3 separate regions of the Mus musculus genome follow, and all the other regions are linked to region 2. A link is a contact called in public Hi-C and HiChIP or PLAC-seq data. All regions are on one chromosome and are shown on one strand. Each heading gives the region's core, a stretch centred on a gene start, on an enhancer-like site or on the middle of the called end of the contact. The rest is flanking DNA. Distances are from core to core; before and after follow the strand shown.

What was found. Hi-C and Micro-C count contacts between places; a contact is called where the count stands out from the background. HiChIP or PLAC-seq counts read pairs in DNA pulled down with a chosen protein or histone mark.
Region 1: an HNF4G HiChIP or PLAC-seq map of pancreatic cancer cells shows a contact between it and region 2. The contact joins the promoter of Plaur here to the promoter of Exosc5 in region 2. A contact is called at or near these places in 2 of 39 promoter capture datasets (cranial neural crest and pre-B cells) and 2 of 115 datasets of contacts at active chromatin or transcription factors (bone marrow-derived macrophages and pancreatic cancer cells).
Region 3: a contact with region 2 is called in a Hi-C map of B cells, with 12 read pairs. The contact joins the promoter of Phldb3 here to the promoter of Exosc5 in region 2. A contact is called at or near these places in 3 of 39 promoter capture datasets (cranial neural crest, frontonasal cranial neural crest and hippocampal neurons), 1 of 484 Hi-C or Micro-C datasets (B cells) and 1 of 9 other capture datasets (macrophages).

The regions. Positions count from the first base shown.
Region 1 is chr7:24,460,970-24,463,900 of GRCm38.p6, reverse strand. It overlaps Plaur (plasminogen activator, urokinase receptor), which reads right to left and starts at 1,418. Exons shown (of 7, transcript NM_011113.4): 1 at 1,334-1,418. The coding sequence starts at 1,391.
Region 2 is chr7:25,657,646-25,660,577 of GRCm38.p6, reverse strand. It overlaps Exosc5 (exosome component 5), which reads right to left and starts at 1,425. Exons shown (of 6, transcript NM_138586.3): 1 at 1,195-1,425. The coding sequence starts at 1,342. Bckdha (branched chain ketoacid dehydrogenase E1, alpha polypeptide) reads left to right here and starts at 1,817. Exons shown (of 9, transcript NM_007533.5): 1 at 1,817-1,945. The coding sequence starts at 1,838.
Region 3 is chr7:24,609,484-24,612,670 of GRCm38.p6, reverse strand. It overlaps Phldb3 (pleckstrin homology like domain, family B, member 3), which reads right to left and starts at 1,343. Exons shown (of 15, transcript NM_001102613.1): 1 at 1,093-1,343; 2 at 1-174. The coding sequence starts at 1,326.

The DNA of each region.
Region 1 (2,931 bases), core at 169-2,668, 1.2 Mb after region 2:
CTAACAGTTGCAAAATTACAGTTATGAAGTAGCAACAAAAATAATTTTATGGTCGGAGGTCACCAAACTGTGAGGAGTTGTATTAAAGGATCATAGCATTCGGAAGGTTGAGAACCACTTTCAAAGACCCACCTCAGCCCCCAAACGTTTGTCCCACCCCAGGACCGAAGTCCCTCCTGCAGGTCTTCACCTAGGCCACGTCTCGCCAATGTTATAGCCCCCCGCCTCAGACTGCCCAGTTTTTTTTTTCGTTTTTTTTTTAAAGATTTATTTATTATTATGTGTAAGTACACTGTAGCTGTCTTCAGATGCACCAGAAGAGGGCGTCAGATCTCATTATAGATGGTTGTGACCCACCATGTGGTTGCTGGGATTTGAACTAAGGACCTTCGGAAAAGCAGTCCGTGCTCTTAACCACTGAGCCATCTCTCCAGCCCCCGACTGCCCAGTTTCTAATCAGAACTTTTGCACCAGCCTAGCCTTAGTCTGGCCCCCATTTCCCAGACAAGTTCCAGGAACAGAAAGGCTAAGTAACTGTCCTGAACCACACAGCCAGTTTTGACCCCAGGTGGCAGCCCCACTCCAGGGTCCCCTCCTCCCGGGGTTGGATTTCACAGTAAGAACTGTCCTGTCTGAGCCCCGAGATCCGGTCTGCAATTTAGAGCCGGTCCCTTTGTGCCAGATATCCTTTCTTCAACAAGAGCCCCTCCCCTTTGCACCCCCACCCCTCCCCCCTCTAGCTCCCAGACCACCCAGGCCCCGCCAGAGATCTTTTCCCACCCCATTAATCATCTCCGGTCTCCCGCGGACTAGAGAGGGCTTTCCGAGTTATTCACCGTGCCAAACCCTGACTCAATTCCTTCCCCATTTCCCTCTACTTTCTCAACACCATTTCCCCCGCATTTCCTGGAGGAAGAAGGCTGAGGACATAACATAGTAAAAGACAAGTGTATTCGAGGGACAGGCCCTGGGCTCCCGCTGAACTCTGTGGACCTTTGAGATGTAGACCCCTGAGCCCCTGTCTTGTCCCAAAGTGGGATCCCCACACAGACCAAAACACTGTGGGGAGTGGCTGTGAGGTCACATGTCCAGTTATCATTCAACCCCTAGCTGTGAGGCTTTGGACCAGCTTCTTAACCTCTCTGTTCCTCCGCGTCCTCCAGTGTGCCAGGCACTGTGCACCAGGGATCAGCGTTTACTAAATGAATGCCTGCGGGAGTCTGACTGTGCCACGTGGAGCCTGAGAACACACCCGGAGAATAGCTGGATAGAAGGGTGGAGCGCTGGGCCATCCTCCTCTAGCTCACGCCCGGTGCCACCACGCAGCTCTTACCTGGGACACAGGTAGTCGCCAGCAACAGCAGCAGCAGCAGCCGCCTTGGGAGTCCCATGGGTTCTTCCTTCACCTCTGCTCTAGACTGACCGAGGGGAAGAAGACAGTTTTGTGACCCTAGGGCTCCTCCCACTGTTTGCTAAAGAGTGAGTCAGCTCCAGGGGTTGCCTCGCCTCCCCCCGCCCCGCCCCCGCCCCCCCCCCCCAGCCCTTCCTCTTCCATAGTTCAAGAAACTCTGCCCCTTCCATACATAGTAAGATGCAGTCTCAAAAAAGGAGGGAGGGAAAGAGGGAGGGAGGAACGGAGGGAGAGAGGGAGGGAGAAGGAGGGATGAGGGAGAGAGAGAGAGAGAGAGAGAGAGAGAGAGACTATGATGGAGAAAGGAAGACAACCAAATAGCAAGGGTTAGAATCCTCTCTAGCCTTGGCTATTTCTTACCAATCAGAGTTTATGTTTTCAAAGTTTGTTTTATTTGAGTTTCTCCAGAGAGAGTCTTGCTATGAAGACCAGCCTTGAACTCAGGAACCTCCTGCCTCAGTCTCCCCCGAGTCTGGATCATGGGCACGCTACCATCCTTGGCCGAGGCGGTACAATTCCATGTAGGGAAATCATGTGGAACACTAACTTGCCAAACTAGAGGGCAAAATTCCTTCAGCTCCTGACCAAGGACCTCCTGGGTACTGGGCACTGTTCCAGGAACTGGAACACAGCAGGAAACACAAGGACGCCACCCTCTGCCATTACGATGGGGAGGATACATTAGTTATCTAATCTCTCCCATCAGTCGGAAACCAGGGGAAAAACAAGTTGAAAGAGGAACAAACTGTAGGGAGAGAGGTAAATGGCTTAATTGCTTTGGGAGGGTGATGCGGAGGGCAGCCAGGAAAGGTGTGCAAGAAGTCTAGTGGATTCCTACAGAAAGCCTTTGAGGGAGAGGAAAGAGTCATCGCAAAAGCCCTGAGGGCAAAGAATCACTCAGAGCGGCTCAGTGTGGCTGATGAGTGGGAACCAGAGAGAGCAGAGAGCAATGAGTAGCACCCGTACAGTAGTGATGTCACTGCTGTGAGTACCGAGTCACTGAAGCCTGAGCTGGGAAACACGGAACCCAAGGTCTCCTGCAGGATTGACAAGGAGTCTACCACTGAGCCACGCCCCCAGCCCCTCACTGGGGGAGGCTAGGCAGAGGCTCTACCACTGTGCCACGCCCCCAGCCCCTCCCTGGGGGATTCTAGGCAGGGGCTCTACCACTGAGCCACGCCCCCAGCCCCTCACTGGGGGATTCTAGGCAGGGGCTCTACCACTGAGCCATGCCCCCAGCCCCTCATTGGGGGATTCTAGGCAGGGGCTCTACCACTGAGCCACGCCTCCAGCCCCTCACTGGGGGAGGCTAGGCAGAGGCTCTACCACTGAGCCACACCCCAACCCCTCACTGGGGGAGGCTAGGCAGGGGCTCCACCACTGAGCCACACACCCAGCTTGGCTTGATTTAATGTCAAGATAAGGTAAAAGGTGAAAAATAAAAATAAAAATGCCCAAATAAAGTTTTCCTCTAAGAGGTCCTAACTGAGAGAGTAGGGGGCTGGCCCCAGACTGTGAGG
Region 2 (2,932 bases), core at 176-2,675:
TTGCCCCATCTATCTGATTCCTTCGCAGGAAAATGCCTGGAGACTTGTCTCAACTGTTTTTTTTCTCGCTCTTTCTGACCCACCACTATAAGCAATGACCTCTAGCTTATTAGCCATAAGGTGATCAGCCTTTAACATCTCAAACAAACTCACCATTGTCAACTCTGTCTCTGCCCTCTCATCTGTCTACTCTGGTAGTTTCTCACCCTCTCATGACCTCTCAAAGTTGGCTGGCCCGACTGGGATATAGGGTTGTGTGGGTCTCAGCCACAAGACTTCTCTTTTCTCCCTATTCATTTAGTCTGATGAAATGTGTATACCAAGGAAAGGCACGTTTTCTTAAATGATGGGACCGGGGAAGGGGAGATGCTTCTCAGCCCAGGATGGGAAGATCACATTTAATTTGAAGAGCACTTACTTAGATGTATCATCTGCCACAGTAATTATATTTAAACCAGTGGTGGTGATGTGTCTGTCTCAAAGGGTATTTATGCAAATAAACACCTTAGCCTCAACCGGTGATGTATGGATCTAGAAGTGTTTTTTAAGAAATCTAGTCAAAGCCAGGCGTGGTGGCGCACGCCTTTAATCCCAGCACTCGGGAGGCAGAAGCAGGCGGATTTCTGAGTTCAAGGCCAGCCTGGTCTACAAAGTGAGTTCAACAACAAAGTGAAAACAACAACAACAACAACAACAACAAAAACCCAAGAAATCTAGTCAAGGGGAGCTGGAGAGATGGCTCAGTGGTTATGAGCACTGACTGCTCTTCCAAAGGTCCTGAGTTGAATTCCCAGCAACCACATGGTGGCTCACAGCCATCTGTAACGGGATCTGATGCCCTCTTCTGGTGTGTCTGAAGACAGCTACAGTGCTCTTATATAAATAAAATAAGTCTTGAAAGAAAGATAAAAGAAAGAAAGAAATCTAGAGAAGGGTAATATCTGCCTTGGTGAAATACCTATTCTGGGATAGTCACTCTTATGAGAGTGGTCTTGCTCTCGATCTCCTCTGAGAGGGATTTACCAGGCTGGCCAACTCATTTCTTCTCGAGACGGGAGGTGGGTATACTCAACATCTAGAAATAAGTTCAAGGAGGCGGGCGTACTTGGTTACATACTACACAGTAACCGCTCTTCAAAAACCCTTCTTCGGTGAGGATGGCGCGCGCTGAGTTAAACTTGGTGAGGCTCGTACCTTGAAGAAAAGAAGCAGATCCATCCGGCCGGGACAGCAGGTTTTGCTCACAAGCAAAGTGCCGGAGACTGCAGACTGGACTTCGGGGGCTGGACTCTGTTCCGGTGTCAGTGAGTAAATTGGCGTCTGCACGCTTTGCGCCCTCCATAGCCGCTGACCACGCGCGCTGCGGCTCCCACCGTAGCTTCCGCTTAGCGGCGCGCGCAGTTCTACCGGCCGCGTACCTATTGCGCATGCGCCCGTCTAGGGCACGCCCGAGTTGGCCCTAGCACGTGGCTCAGCGTTTACTAACAATCTGGTCCCGCCCACCTCCACCTCCCAATTCTGGCATAGCCATTGGACAACAGGGAACAGGGGGAGGGACTTGGAGAGGGCCCATTTTGCTCAGGGCTCCGGGTCCTGAACCCTGAAGGTTCAAGTTAAGTTGTCCTTTTAGTTGCCTGAATTAGGAGCAACTAGAAGCAGACGACCGGAGCAATTTTAGAGACTAAAAATTGCCACCTTACTCATTTATGCGTCTTTGTCGCAAGGTGGTTAGAAGCAGATAGCGTGTTGGCCTAGCGGTGCTGCTATTTGAATAAGGCATCTGGTGGGACAGCCGTATGTCTATCCTGTGAGAAAGGAGGAGTGGTTATTAGCCAAGATGGCGATAGTGATGTCTGCGGCCAAGATCTGGAGGCCGAGCCGTGGCCTGCGCCAGGCTGCTCTTCTCCTGTTGGGACGATCTGGGGTTCGGGGCTTGGCTAGATCTGTGAGTATCTGAGCCCCACGGGGTCTTTCTTAGGGAGAAATAGAGACGTAAAAGTTATTCTTACATTGTGTGAGACACCGCGGGCTGTGAAGGAAAGAAAGAAAAGGTCCGAGAAACTTCTTGAAGAGAAATTCAAGGGAAGAATCCCTTTAGAGGAAAAGCAAGGCAGCTACTTGTGGGCCTCGATAGAAGGAGACGAGACGGGGGTTGAAAGGACAGATCAGGTTTTCATAGGGTCCTACATTGCTTAAATTCCAACTGTAAAGGGAGTTGAGCAAGAAACTGGTTTGATTCCTATGCCACCTGATCAAAAGGCAAGGCAAGGGACTTTGCCATGACTGTCCTTTACACAAGATGATTATGAAGGGAGACAAAGAGAGCTACAAGTTCAAACAGGACCCTTTGCCCACGTTATTTTTTTGAGACAGGATCTCACCCACGAGTCCGGAATGGCCTTTAGCTCACCCAGATGCTTAGACAGGCATCGAACTGGAGATAGTCCTGTCCCAGCCTCCCAAGTACTGGCATTACAGATGTAAGCTACGGTGCTTGGCTGCCCACTTTTCTTGAAAACACTGGAGAAAACTCGGAATTCCCTTTTGATCCATTGTTGATAAGGGCAGGATAACACTTCCAAAATCTGTTGCGGTCTGGCAATGTACCACCACAGTGTAGAATGCTTGCCTAGCACGCGCCACGTCCAGAGTTTGGCTCCTAGCCCTGTGTGTTTGTTTATCTGGATATGGCGACACATGTCTGTAATTTCAGCGCTTGGGAAGTAGGAGAGGAGGCATTTGAGGCCAGGTTGAGTTACGTGAGACCCTATCTCAAAAAAAAAAAAAAAAGATTTTTAAAAATGGTTTACTTATTTTTATTTCACGTGCATTGTTGTTTGGTCTGCATGAAGATGTTGGATTCTGTAGAACTTGAGTTGCGTACATACAGACAGTTTTGGACTGCCATATGGGTCCTGGGAATTGAACCCAA
Region 3 (3,187 bases), core at 94-2,593, 1.0 Mb after region 2:
CAGTTCCTTCTTCTGGCGCTGTAACTCCTTCACCCGCTGCTCCATCAGAGCCACGCGAGTCAGTGCCTCCAGCTGCTGTCCTCGCAGCCGCCGCGCTGCCCCCCGCAGCTCTTCCCCAGAAGGGAGGCATGGGGAAGGTGTGGCTGGAATCTGCGCGGCAGGCGTAGCCTCGGGCTGAAATTAGAGAGGGTGTGATGAGAACAAGTCTCGCCCCCCTCAAGTCACCAAACAGGTCTGGTCCCACCCCAGTAGTGCCTCTGGGGGTCATGAGCTGCCAAGTTCAACTACTTCCTTTCGGGTCCGAATGGAAGACCGTGAAGCGGGGAAGCCGGCAGGTTCTGAACCCATCATACAAAGCCACTATGCTCTGAAGCTGAACTAGCAGAGCTTGCTTCCTTTTCTTTCCTTCCTTCCTTCCTTCCTTTCTTTTTTCTTTCTTCCTCATTTCTTCCCTCCTTTCCTTTTCTTCTTTTCCTTTTTCCTTTCTCCCTTCTCTCTCCTTTTCTTTTTTCTTCCTCCATTTCTTCCTCTATTCTTTCTTTTTTTTTCTTCCTTCCTTCCTTCCTTTCCTTCTTTCTTTTTTGTACCTGAATGCTAGTGGAAATCAGAAGATTCTTGCCTTACATCAATGAGGGTTCTGGGGATCGAACCCAGGTCGTCAGATTTGACAGCAAGTGTCTTTGTACACGATGAGCTCATCTGTCCCTGAGTCTCAACCTCTTGGGATCTCTTTCTCAGAGTCCCTGGATCGCTCTTCTTCCCCCCACCCCCACCCCCGTCCCTCTCTCTGACTTAGACTCTTCTATGTTGGCATTTCTTTTTGTTTCTCTTCTGGGTCTGTGTGTCTTCCCTGTGTCTCTCTTTTAGGTCTATGTCTCACTCCCTGTGTCTCTGTCGTATCTAGTTTCTATGTTTCTACCCGAGTCTCTCTGGCTTCAAATCCAACTTTGTCTAACAGGGTGTTTCTGCCTGTCTATGGGTACTCTCCTTGACTCTGGGTCTCTGTCTAGTCTCTCTCTTTATGTTCTTCTGTGTCGTCTTGGGTGTCTGTCTGTCCGTCTGGACAGCCCCCCCGGGGGGATGATCCCTCACCTCTTCGCGGCAGCTCTCGGTGCTGCTACCTTCTTCCACTTCTTCCTCTTCCTCGGCCTGCCGCCCAGCTCCGGGGCAACTTGGAAGCTCCGCTGGGACTTCGGGCTCCTTGTGCTCTTTGGGATCCTCGGGGTGCCCCTGAGGCTGCACAGCCCCTTGAGGCTGGACCTCGACGGCGCATTCCGAAACCTTTGGAGACGAGGAGCCCTCCTCTAGGGTGCTGGGTGTCCCCATGGCCGCTTCGGATTCCTGTGGTGTGGGCGTGGTCAGTTTCAGAGGCGTGGTCTGATGTTTGTGGGCGTGGTCTAGAGCGCGTTGAGCTTGCCCAGAGGGCGGAACCTAAAGGTTCAGAGACCAGCTCTGAACATTCCGCGGGCGTAGATTTCCTGGGGACCCGCTCGCGACTGGGGAGAGGCTGTCGGCTCCGAAGGTGACACACACACCTAGAGGTGGGAAGAGAATTTGAGTCCGGGGTCCTAACGCTCCCCGTGCTGGGGCGTCGCACGCTGAGCCTTCCCTTTGCTCCATGTGTCATCCCTGAGCCCCTTCTGCAGCCCTCTCCAGTTTCCCGGATTGCCTCCAAGAGATTCCATCTCCTCTACCCTCTCGGGACTAGCCCGGCTCTCCTCCTTGGAGCTCCACAGTTGGGTCCCGAACCACCTGTAAGGAATCAGCGTCCGAGGCTCCTCACCCCAAGATCCAGAACTCGGGGCTGGCAATGTCTACCTCTCCGGATATGCCTGGGGCCCCAACGCCTCCGTTCCTTCCCGGGAGGAGGTCCTCGTAGGTCGTCAACCTTCTTTCTGGCTCTGCACTGGGCACTGCCGCTCCTGCGGCTAAACAGGTGGCTGGAAGGAGGGAGGAGAGAGAGGCCGCCCCGTCCCCCTCCCCAGCAGCCCGGAAGTGGAGGGGGGGACAACAGGTCCGACAGCTCTCCTGGGAGGAGGGAGCCAGCAGCCTGCCCCGCCCGCAGCCCAGGCACCCAGCCATCCCGGCCCCTCCAGCCCCACCCAGAGAGAGCCCAGCGCCCAGACCTCCCACTCAGCCTCCGGTGCCCCTGGAGGGCCGGGCTTCTTAGCCACCTGCATACAGCAGCCTCCCTAAGGCCGAAGCCTAGGAAATCCTCAAAGGAAGATAGGAATGAAGATGGGGGCCTCTCCCCTCTAATAAGCCCTTTGGAAGGGCCCTGACCGGTTTAGGGAGCCGGACAAGGGGAGGGGGTATCCCGGGCTGAGTCAGCGATCTGCCCAGAGACAGAGTGTGCCCCACGCGCACACAGTTTACTATGGGGTGGGGCACAGAGGTTAAAGGTCACAGCCAGACCCTTTCCTCTCTGGGCAGAAACAGGAAAATATCTGGTATGCAAAACCCGACTGTTAGACATCAAGAGCTGTGCAAAACATTTGACACACCTCAGTGTCATACCACACCACAGCCCATAGAAAAAAAGAGATCGACCGTCTCCATTGTACAGTTGTGGGGACCGAGGCTGAAGGAAACAAATACACCTAGGATCTACAAGCATTCTAAATGACTTTTTTAAAATTATTATTACTTGTGTATGTGAAAGATAGTGCAGGTATGTAAGTGGCACCCAACATGTAAAGAGCTCATAGGACATCTTTGGGAAGTGGTGCCTTCCAACGTGGGATTCAGGCATGGAACTCAAATCATCTTGTTAGCAAGAGCTTTACACTCTCGGCCTTCTCAGCCCACATCTGTTACTACCTGCTTTGTCTCTCGAGATCTGTACTCATAACTATTTGGCAATACAGGAGGGACAATAGCAGCGACAGGGGCAGGGGAGCTGGTCATGCAAGCAGGGTGCAAGAAGTCAGACATCGGGATTTATCAGTTCAGTGAAATATCCCGTTATTGTTTCCATTACACAGATCAGAAAGCTAAGGGATGGAGAGGGGCTCATTTGGCCTGGGACTCCCAGGGGAGGGGCTCACACAGAATTATGTGCTGCGGTGCAAGTCTGTGAGAATACCTCCCCTACATCGATGTGAGCAACCTGCTATCTGCTTCCAGTCCCCCCACCCCCAGCTCCCTTAGACCTTCCTTCCTTCCCCCATGGTCCTGACCACTGCTA